Regions from separate parts of the Capsicum annuum genome. Here region 1 is linked to region 2. Evidence: chromatin contacts called from public Hi-C data. All regions are on one chromosome and are shown on one strand. The core of a region is the stretch at or near the end of the contact, and the rest is flanking DNA. Distances in the headings are between cores, read along the strand shown.

The links. Hi-C and Micro-C count contacts between places; a contact is called where the count stands out from the background.
Region 1: a contact with region 2 is called in a Hi-C map of pericarp, with 4 times the contacts expected there. The contact joins the promoter of LOC107870439 here to the promoter of LOC107870432 in region 2. A contact is called at or near these places in 4 of 5 Hi-C or Micro-C datasets (leaf, pericarp and placenta).

The regions. Positions count from the first base shown.
Region 1 is chr1:24,246,411-24,252,913 of UCD10Xv1.1, forward strand. LOC107870439 (ubiquinol oxidase 2, mitochondrial) reads left to right here and starts at 2,901. Exons shown (of 4, transcript XM_016716977.2): 1 at 2,901-3,533; 2 at 3,828-3,956; 3 at 4,438-4,926; 4 at 5,022-5,337. The coding sequence starts at 3,138. The coding sequence ends at 5,081.
Region 2 is chr1:24,103,390-24,109,891 of UCD10Xv1.1, forward strand. LOC107870432 (urea-proton symporter DUR3) reads right to left here and starts at 4,354. Exons shown (of 9, transcript XM_016716966.2): 1 at 3,965-4,354; 2 at 3,115-3,222; 3 at 2,919-3,014; 4 at 2,753-2,835; 5 at 2,449-2,669; 6 at 2,105-2,367; 7 at 1,778-2,016; 8 at 1,050-1,699; 9 at 237-956. The coding sequence starts at 4,153. The coding sequence ends at 655.

The DNA of each region.
Region 1 (6,503 bases), core at 1,651-4,150, 140 kb after region 2:
CTAAATATTTTTAATATAATAGTGTATAAAAATATACGTGAGTCACAGAATTTTAATAAATTAAAAATTCTGAATTTATAACTAAACATTGAATTCATTCGATCAAGACCTGTGTCTTATTCTTATACCATATCTTAAGTTTCTATTATTACTTAAAATTGCATCCAATTAAACTAATTATAAAAATTTCTTTTTACTCAAAATAGTTGTCTTTTTTCTGATACATCAAAAAAAATCCACTCACATCCTCTTATTGTGCGACAAATCAAGCCAAAAATCAGAAAATATATCCCACGATTTTCTCAATTCATCCATTTTGAATTTCCACCATATTCTCATCTTCATCTTCTATTTCAACATTCAAGTTACAACTTTCATTAACTTTCTTTTGAATTTCCACCATGTTCTCATCTATTACTCAATTAGATCTAACAACTTCATCTTTCCACCATTAACTTTCTTTTTTAATTTCCACCATTTCATTATGATATGAACGACATTGATTTTTGTGAAAATAGATTGAAATATCAAATCTTTCTGGACAAAGTGGCTATGATATTTAAGCAAAACTTTTGATTGTTTTTATTACAATTTCTATTAATTAATCTTCGTCCATCTGTCAGACTATATTATGCATCAAAAATTTTTTTACTCTTCAGCAATGTGTCATATAAGCTAATTGTAATTTTATATCTTAATGTAAATTATATGATGTATCAGTTATTTTCAAAAATAAGTCAAGTATAATGCAAACTTAATTATAGTGATGTATCTCAACCAAAATAATTTAATGTACCAGAAACTTAAATTAACAATACAATAGTAAATATAATACTATTGTATTTGCATATAAAGTAATGTATCATAAGATATTTAGTTTTTAATCCAATGTATCAGATAATTTTTACACATATAAAGTATTAAGCAAAAAATATAATAATGTATTAGTAACCACAAATAAATGTAATGTGTCATGAATTGTAGTGTATCATGAACTCAATGTTATTAAATGAGATATTTGTTACTCATAATACAATATATCATAAGTTTACATAATAGGAAAACTTATGATATTTGTTATCCTAAGTTATTAAATGACGTATATTAGATAATTTAAATAATAATTTTTTTAATTAAGCGTATTAATTGTTCAACTGTAGGTTTAATTATAATTTTTTTCATTTTTAATCATAATTAAAAATTTATTAATGTATCATGACGTTAACTAATGTATCATATTTGAGATTTTATGTAATTATTATAAAAGTAGAAAAAGTAATTAGGTAGTAAAGTATTGTGATTTATGTTGTTTACTTTTTATTCTTTACGTAAAATTAAGAAAAATAATTGAAAAACTCTTGGTGACATATGTAATGACGTGGGAGAATTATAGTCGTTTGTGGCTGCTTGCTACTCTGTCTTATTATTGGCAACAAAACAACTAGTCCCCAATTCCATATTTATCGGGTACATTTCAGTTAATATGGTGATTAAAATATTATAAATAAGAAATCAATTTTATGAGTTCATTTCTTAAAAGACTTTTTAGGAATTTTACAAATAAGCTTTCAAAAAGAATTACTTTTACGAGAGTAATATGAAAAAAAAATAATTAAATTTGTGTTTAATGATTATTATGTGATAAAAAGTTTACGAATTTAAATCATAAAAATATTTTAATAAAAATATAAAATAAAATTACATGTAATAGATTCTTATAATTTTTTTTTTCTGAATTGTAAATAATTTTAGTGGGTGGAATATTTTTTTTCTTTTTTTTAGTTGTGCTTAATAAAGAAACTAACTAATTAATAATAATAGTGCTTACAATAAAGGCAAATGCATGATTCAACGACTTTGGACACACTCAGCTTGGTCCACACACACGAAACCTCCTATTACTTGTTCCCCAAGACCCGCTTTCTTCCAAACAAAAAGGGAAATAAAATACGAAACTGCAAAATTCCGATAATTCCAGAAATGCCCTTGGAATTTGTATACTTGATTTGACCATATACTATGCTTTTGATGAATTTTCATCACCAATTACATTTTATTATTTCATAGTTGACAGTTGACACTATAATAACTTCAGTAAGGTGGTAAGGTGCATGACGTTTAGTCGAAATCAGTTGTGAAATCAAAATTAATAAAGTTTAAAATAATTTAATTTTTCATCAAATAAATCTCCTCAATTTTTTCTAGCTCTATCCTCAAAACAACTATAGTTATACAAAGTCAAATTGAACTATGAATTATGACACCTATTAAGTATGACAAGTAATCTCATCAAGATAAATTCACCCCAATAGATTCTTCCTTTTTCACATGAACATTTTTATTTAGTACTCTTTTATACATAAAGTAAATATCAGTGCACGAAACAAAAATAAAATAAAATATCAATGCATGCTAATCTAACATACACGTGTAATTGATAAGAAACACGCAACGAAGAAATTATCGTTAATTCAGTATGCAAAAAATTTTATGGAATTAGTTGACTGTCTAGTCATATTCAAATACTTCTTCCGTCTCATTTTATGTGTCGCTATTTGATCGGGCATGAAATTTAAGAAATAAGTAAAGACTTGATTTTTTTTATCAAATTATCCTTTATTAAAATAATATACTATTAGTATTTTTAATTAAGTGAATCTTTATAAGTGGGATCAATAAGAATAAAAGTATAATTATGTCTTTAAATAGCTACCAAATAAAAACAGACGATATTTTTTTGGGACGAATAAAAAAAAATGATGACATATAAAATAAAATGGAGGGAGTACAAGATTTTCAAGTCAAAACAGTGGCATTTTAGTCATTCCACTTTCCTCTAGAATTTACCAACCGCTCGTCTTTTAAATATCTGAAATGCCAATAATTATCAGCCATAAATAAATAAATACTATATTTTGGTAACCGCCGGTCCCACACAGTCTTCACGCGAAGCTTATTCGAACCAACCATAAAATAAAAAAATAAAACGAAATTAATTAATCTCGCCTTATATATAGGAACTCCACATAAATTACAAAATATAGCAAAATAAACTTTTGCCTTCTTCCCCAAGTTTCTTTCCAATATTCCTGTAAATAATTTCTTTCATATATTTTGATCGGAGCAAGTTATCGAGTATGATGACCCGTGGAGCAACAAGGATGACCCGACTAATGATGGGTCATATGGGTCCACGTTACTTTTCAACTGCACTTCTGCGAAGTGATGCCGGAGCCGGAGTTTCCGGTGTCGTCGGTGCCGGAATGTTGCATCGGTTTCCGGCGAGTCCGTCGGAGAAATCGGTGGTGAATTGGGCTAGGAATTATTCGGTGATGGGTTCACGTAGTGCTAGTACTGTGGCTTTGAATGATGATAAGCAGCCAGAGAAGGACCAGAAAGCGGAGAACGGCGGCGGTTCTGCGGCGGCGGCGTCAGGCGGTGGTGTTGAGAAATCTGTAGTGAGTTATTGGGGTGTTCCGCAGACAAAGGCTACTAAACCTGATGGTACTGAATGGAAATGGAATTGCTTTAGGGTAAGTTTAATCTGCTTTTCACATATTTTTTTATTTACAATTTGGATTTCGAACAGTTCAACTTTAATTGTGAACTCAAACATGAAATCAATTTTTTGTAACAAAATATATATATTTGAAAATTATATAAAAAAATATAAGTCACGATTCAAAATACTTAGAAGGTTATATGAAAAATTTAATTGTTTGAATCTCAAACTTTTAAAGTGTCACGTAAATTGGTATGAAGGATTATTATTAATATTTTGGAGAACATATTTGTTGGGATTAATGGTGGATTTTTTTGTGATGTAGCCATGGGAGACTTACCAAGCTGATACGTCAATAGATCTGACGAAACACCACGCGCCAGTTACGTTCTTGGACAAATTTGCTTATTGGACTGTTAAGTTCCTTCGATACCCCACTGATATATTTTTTCAGGTATGTTATAGAAAGTCTTTAATACCAAATCCCAGAATATTGGAAGGTTTTATTATCGTCATAATAACGTGGAATCAACCACTAATACTTGCATTAGGTTAGGTACGTCACACCTCTTGGTGCGGCCCTTCTCAGACTCAACTAACGGACCTTTATTATACACAATTAGTTACAGTTAAAATAATTCACACAGAAAAAAGTTCGAAAAAGTGTTATTTAAGAATAATTATTTGACCCTCATTCGCTAATGGTGATAGTTGTCATTCTTTTTAGCGTTCAGTAAAAATACTAATAGTAGTTGCTGATGTTGTTAGGATAAGTACATAGGAAGAAACAAACAAATGAAAGGAATGAAAAGCTTGTAAAAACCTCTTTTGTTTCCTACTTCATGATGAATCCAATTGAAAATTTCAAATGGAAAAGGAAATATAAGAACCCAGAGTTGATTTAATTTTTTTCGTGTGTTGTTAATGTGGTTCAGAGGAGATATGGTTGCAGAGCAATGATGTTAGAAACAGTGGCAGCAGTGCCAGGAATGGTGGGAGGTATGTTGTTGCACTGCAAGTCATTGAGGCGATTCGAACAGAGTGGTGGATGGATTAAAGCTCTACTAGAAGAAGCTGAAAATGAGAGGATGCATCTCATGACTTTCATGGAAGTTGCTAAGCCAAAGTGGTACGAGCGAGCTCTGGTCTTTGCAGTGCAAGGTGTCTTCTTCAACGCTTACTTTGTTACTTATATTCTTTCTCCCAAATTGGCTCATCGTATCGTGGGGTATCTGGAAGAAGAAGCTATCCATTCCTACACCGAGTTCCTCAAGGAATTGGACAATGGCAACATTGAGAACGTCCCTGCTCCTGCTATTGCCATTGATTACTGGCGCCTGCCTAAGGACTCCACTCTCCGCGATGTTGTCTTGGTTGTTAGGGCTGATGAGGCTCATCACCGTGATGTCAACCACTTTGCATCTGTAAGTATTCATGTGTCTGATGATCTCAACTTTCTTGAAATGATTGACGTTTGTCCAAAGAGTTGGTTAACTAATTTATGTGGGTTTGATTGCAGGACATTCATTACCAGGGACAACAGCTGAAGGACTCACCGGCACCACTTGGGTATCACTAAGCCACTAATAAAACAGAGAGATCAGAGATATCAAGCTAAAAGTCACTGTTATGTTCTTTTTTGGACTGGTAATAGACCTATGTAGTAGGTACTACTAATCTTGAGTGTTGATGTACATATTTTTGTGTGGATTTGGTTGGTTCTTTGCTGCCTCATGAATCTCTTGAGATTTGAGGTAGAGTACGATGAGCTCTGTATGATTGGAGGATATTAGACATTCTTGATGAAAATATATCATGGTTTGTTTACTTTGCCATTCTTTTGGGGCACAAAGTTTCTTAGTTAAGTATGAATCACGAGGTTAAAATTAGGACGCAATGATAAATAAAGATAATTGGCGTTGTGGGTGTTTGCACTAATTCATTAATTGGGCGTATGGCGTGTTTGCACTAATACATTAATTGGGTGTATGGCGTAAAAATGCAAGAGAATAAGAGGGACCTCTTTTAATTGGCGATTGAGGCCATCAAGTGAAGTTCTCCTGCTGAAATTCCAGAAACTCCTTTGCCGATGTTTATAGAACTTAAAACTGTAGCTGACCGAAGAAGCTCCTTCGAGGGAGAATCTTATACTGGCAGCTGAAGTGGAATCTTCTTTATGGGTATACAAGAATGTGATCAACTTTAGTAAGCAATACGGGCTCAATTTTGAAGGTTAATGTGAATGGAATTCTCTCTTTTGTATTAGATGATGTCGAACCTGCTGTGCCCCATTAACTAAGAAGGGGGCGGACACAGCAAACACCACAAGTTTTCCTAATCAGAACCGGGGAGGTATGAATGATTTTAAGAAATCAGAATTCAATGTTAAATTCAAGCAAGGGAGTCGAGAAATATGGGACTTAATAGAAGTGCAAAGAGAATAGTTATATATTCCCACGTGGAAAGCAGGCGATTACTGCTTTCTGGAAACAAAACTAGAAGGCAACGTACAGGTTGGTTAAGCAGCTATTGAGCAACATGTTGGTGCATTTTGCACATTTGGAAGTAGTTGAAATTTTGGTGATGTGATATAGAAGGGTTTGTGAAGGTGGTTTACTGAAACTTTTAACACCACAAGATTTGCAGCAGATAGAAAAAGATAGTGGTAGACGTACAACAACAATGCTTAAATTCTCGGAGATTTGAACTAATAGTTCCTCCTCTGTATGGGGGAAACTGTATGCAGAACTAGGGGAATAATCACGATATCTCATCATGCATCGACAGATTTTTGTTCTTGGTTGAGTGGGATGAAAATTTGAACATAAGGAAATCGTTGCTACCAAAACTCTCATCTGATTATTGTCCCATTTTATTACACAGGATTTGCAGCTGAAGGAAGAAATAGTGACATAGTACAATAACGATTGAACTCTGAGAGACTATTGATGATGTTGAACTAATAAAGCCTCCTTTCTTTGGGGAAAATTATACGTGGAAC
Region 2 (6,502 bases), core at 3,104-5,603:
GGTCATTTGGTTGGTGGGATGGGATAGACGAGATCCATGGAATTATTTTATTCTACTATATGTGATAACTTATCCCACCATTTATATTAAAATAGTGGGAAAAAATAATCCTGAGACTAAATGATACCCATTATCAAATACAAGATAAAATAATCTCATGGGATATCCAAGGATTATTATCCTTGTTCCACCATCAAACGACCCCAAAAGCTTTACTCCCAGAGATAGTCAAAGCATTGAAACATGGAATCTTGAGTACTTACAACATTTAAAACAATCGATCCAAAATAAATTCGAACATGACATGGTTGTACTTTAAAAAAACAAAAGCACACTTTGTTCTGGGCATGAAGCATACTACTATTCAATCAATGTAGTTCCCCATTACTTCACAGAAAATGATAGATAGTATGTATCTGCGGCAGATATAGTAGCCTTAGTGCTATGGGTTCAATCAAATTTGGTATTTTTACATGGAATATATACAGTGAGCTCAGTGCTAAAAACTCTAAAAGATTGAAATCTATCAGATCTAAGATTCTGGATTTGCCTCTTATATGTATAGGCCTTTATATTTTGCACGTGAACTAAGCAGCTCCCTGTGATTTTTTAAGACTTCAAATACACACTGATCCCCATTTTTAATCTGGAAATTCAGTGACTTGGTGAAGCAACAATTTGATCAGATTCTGATGCTTCCTTTTTCTTGCTTCTTTCTTTCTCAAGTAAATACACCCTCTCTACTTCAGGCATTGCTACAACGAATGCATTCATTTTGGAGTTTAAGTCTTCTAATTTTTGCATCACTCTGTCATTTGTAAACATGCCATTAAGCACACTTTGGATTGTTGTCCAGCTTTCCATCAATGGCAAAGCAATAATCACTGCCGATCCTACTGTACCCCATGCAATACATATTACAGCCCAGAATGTGAAGTATCCCTTGCTAAATTGCCCTGCATTATCAAGTTAGCAACTTAGTTAATCATCAAGCACTCATATTGTGAAATACATTGAAGCTGAAGAAAGATTGAATCTTTTTGACTTACCCACAGGAAGTGTAAGAATAGGCCAGAGAATTACTATCACGATTGTGAAACCGATGCCCCATTTGATTATCCAGGATTTGGCTCTCTTGAGTTTTTCCTCTTTGAACTCTTCTGGTGGCAACTCACTCTTTTCTTTTTCAACTACAGTGATCTGTTTTGTGGTCTGCCAATCATAATTCTGAGGTCTTAAAATGCTGCAAACAGCATGAATAGCTCCACCAGTAAGTATGGAAACGAGGTTTCCTGCAAGCATTGGTGCATTTCTACCAGTTGTATCAAGATTTATCCTTCCATACTCGATCTTAGCGACCGATAACCAAGTGATAATACCTAACAAACAGCCACTAACTGTCCCTAGGATTGCACCAAAACCATTTGCTTTTCTCCATAAAAGCATGAAAGCTATTGGGAGAACAGCTGATCCTATGAAAACTCCCATTGCTAAATACATCCAACCTAGAGAGACCCCAGCCATGTTCAAAATTACTGCTAAAATGCCCATGAAACAGCCAAAGCCTAAGACAACTCCTCTTGAGACATTTAGGATTTGTCTTCCACTTGCATCCGGGTTGATGTAAGAACGATAGATGTCATACGTACATAATGAAGAGACTGCGATTAACTCAGACGAACCAGCTGATGTGACAGCCCTAATCAACACAGACGAAGTCATGCAATTGACAGTTAACAGAACATTTTCCATGAGTAATTCTTGATTAGGCACTTACATAAAGAGCATCGTGAGGAGAAGAATTGATCCCCCTTTTCCCATCAAAGCAATAGCTGTAGCCGGAGGAACAAGTCCGTGGCTAGCCTCACTTGCTGTTATTGGTAGATCAAGAGCTAGTGCTCCAAGACCTAACGATGTCGCCAAGGAGAATGGCACAGCAAACCAAACAAGACCACCCAACAAATAGCCCTTATGTGTTGATGATGGTCTTGCAGCAATTGCACTTACCCAATATCCCTGCAATGTCATACTTTTTTTATCAGGAAAGGATTGTTGCAGAAACTTATATAAGCTAGTTCTTGTATATATTCTATGAAAAACTTACATTGTCAACGAAGACTGTACCAAAATTGCCAACAATGTTGATGATACCAAAGACGAGACCACCTGAACTCAACATAGTAACATAAGACCCCTTGAAATTCCCAGTAACAGGACCACAAGATTGTCTAACATGGGAGATTGGCTCTAGACAACTTCTTGATTTGCTTGCTACTTCTAATAAACGTCTGTAAACGATGCTTGGGCTGCCAAGTTCACCGCTTGCAACGTATACTAGGAACACAAAGATGACTAAGACCACGTGTACTGAAATCAACAGCCGCAGATTGGTTTTAGATGAGCGCGTGAAAAAGAGTAAAGCCGATATAAAGAGTAAAAAGTAGATACCTATGACGGAATGTATATAGCTAGCCAAGAAAGTGGCTTTTAGCCCTCCTGCTAAGGTGTAAACTATAACACCAAGAGGGATAAGAAAACTAGCAGCATAAATGTTAACACCAGTGAGTGCATTGACAACAGAAGAGCCACCGAGAAGCAACATGGCTGTTACTATAATGTTTGTCAGGAAGCAAAACCCCAGAAAAACCAGATGAGCAGCAGTTCCCCACCTGAAAAGATGAGTAAATACTAGTCAACAGACTATACATATACAGCAGAGTCATGTTCATCTTTAGTATAGTTCACCACAAACCTTGCTTTTACGATTTCACACACTGTATGAGCATAAGGGGCTTTCCGTTTGATCTCTATTGCTATCACGCCAAAAAGGAGGACCTGTTGTAACAAATTTTTTTAGAAACAACCAAAAGAATTTATCTTTCTGAGGTCAAAATATCAAAGGATGATTGTCAACGTGCCTGAATAGTAGCTCCACTTGCATACCAAAAGGGTCCACTAATTCCATACTCCCAAGCTACATTAGAACTTTGCAAGATTGTAGCTGCCCAAGTCCACTGCAAAAGCGGTTAATATTAAGTTGATTATAACTTAGAGAAACACAAAAGTTTCAAATTCTTGGCTGGATTGGCATTAGGCAGCAACAAAACATGGTACCTGCGACACAATCACACTTGCAATAAGTCCTGTTTTGACATTTCTACCAGCTGTGTTGAACCATTCCGAAGTATGACGTGAACCAACATATCCTTTTTCCAGCCAAACCTTATAACATCACAACAAAATAAGTACACAAACAAAAGAAGAAATATACATAAATTCCATATTGTCAAAGAGAATCAAATAGGCCAAGTAATTCTTGTACATGTGCATTCTACAGAATCAAGAAAGACTAGCTACTAAATTTATAAAGCCAGTTCTTCTGAAAACTTATAAAAGAAGGAAAAGTGGAAAAGGTTGCTCCTAAGACCAAAATAACTGCCCCCCCCCACCAAAGATTTCCGGTAAAAGAGATACTCCCTCTGTTTCATTTTATGTATTTGAGTAAACATTAAGTTTAAGAAAGAAGGCATATTTTTGGAATATATCAAAAGTATCTTTATGCTCTAAACATGGTATAACAATTTGATGTCTATAAGAACATGTTATAAAGAGTAAAATGAAAAGTTAAATTTGAAGATTTCTATATATAATTAGTACTCCCTCAGTTCCCATTTATGTAACAGTGTTTGACTAATTCAGAGTTCAAGAATGTAAAAAAAGATTTTTGAAACTTGTAGTCTAAAACAAGCAATAGAGTTTATGTGGCTAAAAACTATAAAGCATCTCATTAATCGTAAAATGAAAAATTTATTGTTAAATTGCCAGTAAATATACAAGCTCCTCTTGGGACTGACTAAAACATGAAACAGAGTGAGTCAACAATAACATCAGCAACAGCATAACTAATGTAGTCCGGGTTAGAAAGACTTTTTTCGATTCAAAAGAAAGGTTAAACAAGAATTACCAGGAAGGAAGTGAAGACAGCTAAAAAAGCTCCAAAACCAAGAATGACAGAGTAGCCAATTTGCTGATTAAGAACAGGCTTTCCTCCAAAAAAGCTGCTTTGCCTCACACAACTATCTCCAGAAACACTTGCAGTATAATATTTTGATGAAAATTGGAAAGGTGGACACCTTGTAAGGAAGGAAGCCATTTAAGGATCTCCTAATTATAGTACATCTGAACAAAACAAACCATTTATAAGCAACAAACTTAGAATCTTTCTAGTACTAAAAATAAAATCATGATATGTCAACAAATAATAAGTTGATGCCAACAAAGTAAGTCATTTTCTAGTGATGTTATGAAGTAACAAAAGTCTATGGAAATTTTTTAAGTCAAAGATAAGATGAAGCTTTCAGTTCATTGGAAGTATTAGATGAATCTCCAAGTTGGCAGTCATAGATTCAAAGGGTCACTGTCACTCTCACTCTCATGGGCTTTGAGAATCTTTTGTCTTGGGGAATATTCAATAAACTGCTACTCATTCATTTTTACTTCGCACAAATTTTTTAATTTTATTTCTATAACTTCTTTTTTCTTATTTTTTTTATTTTATTCTAAATATTAATTATCTTTTTCTTCAAATTAATTTTAGTATACAATATAAACATCATATTATATGCTATGATAAAATAACTATATTATTAATTATTTTTCTTAGTGAATATGACAAGTACAAGTAAAATCAAATGGAGAGAGCAAATTAATATGAAAAATTACAGGAAGTGACAAACTTAAGATCATAATTATAATAAATAGCAACACTTTCTCAAAATTATATTTTATAGTAAAAATAGTATTTTTTTACCCATTAACTCTATACACGGGTGTTTCACTCTTTTTTCCTATTTTTCACTCTATTATTTTACCTCTCTCCAATTTAAGGAGCCTTTGAAATTCATAAGCAGCTTGTGAACCCCTGTAAATGTGTGCCTTGTCAATTGATATTTACCTTTCTTTTAAAGTAAAATTCTTTTTCAGTTTTAGCTCTAAAACATACCCTTTTTCTGAAAAAAAAAAAAATTAAAATCCCTTTTCGGTTTTAGATTCTAAAAATACACCTTTTTTTTATTTCTAGTAAAAATCTTTTTTATTTTTATTTTTATAGTTCTAAAACACAAAACCTCACTTTTTTCTTTCCTTAGGCTAAAAAAACTTGCATTGATTTTCTTCCAACTTCTTAGCAACTTTTCCGATTTTATAGCATATTAATTAGGAAAAATTCCATAAGTAGCAAATTTAACCTCATAATTAGGAGTTTCATATCAATTATTTCATAATTACCTGAAATAGCAACTTATATTTATATTTTATAAAAATATTGCTACTAAAATACATATACAGTAAAGATTTACTGTCTTACTTTTACTCAAATCAGTTGAGTTAAATAAGGAATAATTATCTCATGTATTTAAAATATTAAATATCTTTTAAAGCAATTCTTTTTCATAAATTACTTTTATTTAAATTATTAGATTCATTTTTCAAACCAAACTCAACTTCAAAAATTCAAAAAAAAAAAATAATCATTACTATTTTTTTTCTCTCTTTCACTTTCTTAAATCTTAACTCTTTTTTCTTGTAAATTTTTCTTCATCTTCTTTTTTTATAGTTTTATTTTTTTAATTTTGATTTCTTTTTTCTTTTCCACTTTTTCTTTACACTTTATTTTGTCTCTTCTATTTCTCTTTTTTTTCCTTTTTCGTTTTTTTTCTTTTTCGTTTTCTTATTTTTTCTTTTCTCATATTTTTTTCTCTTCTTTTTTTTTTTTTTTTTTTCTTTTTTTTTCTTTTATTTTTTTTCTTTTTTTTTTAACTTCTTTTTCTCTTTCTTCTTCTTTTTTTCTCTTTTATTTTTTGGGATTTTTCTTTTCCGTTTTTTGTCTTTTTCTATTTTTTTCTATCTCTATCTTTTATTTTTAAAAGACAAATATCTATATACATATACATATTCAAAAAAATATATAAAAATAAATAGACATACAAATCTGCATATGTATTTACAGTACAAAACATACATATATATTTGTATATGTATTTATACAAATACATATTTCATATGTATATATAAACATATAGGATACAAAATCTTTATAACAAAAAAGCCAACTATATACATATACATATAGGTAATCATATTTATTTAAAGTACAAAACATACATATATATCTGCATATGTATTTACAAAAATACATATCTAACTCATATATATATACGAGTTAAATATGTATTCCTATAAATACATATACAGATATATATGCATATATATACTCGTCACTGAACAAGACTACCTATTTGGTTATGAATTTTCATTGCGTATACATGTTATCTTAATATATTTTTTATATAATTATAAAATTTACGATAGCGAATAAGGGGTTCCTGAAAACCCCCATTCTCTACTGTAAATCAGCCTGACGTGTTATATTAGATCCTCATTATCTCAAAGTTACAAGCAATAAGAAGAAAAAACATGTTGCAGAATTGTGGCATGCAAGTCA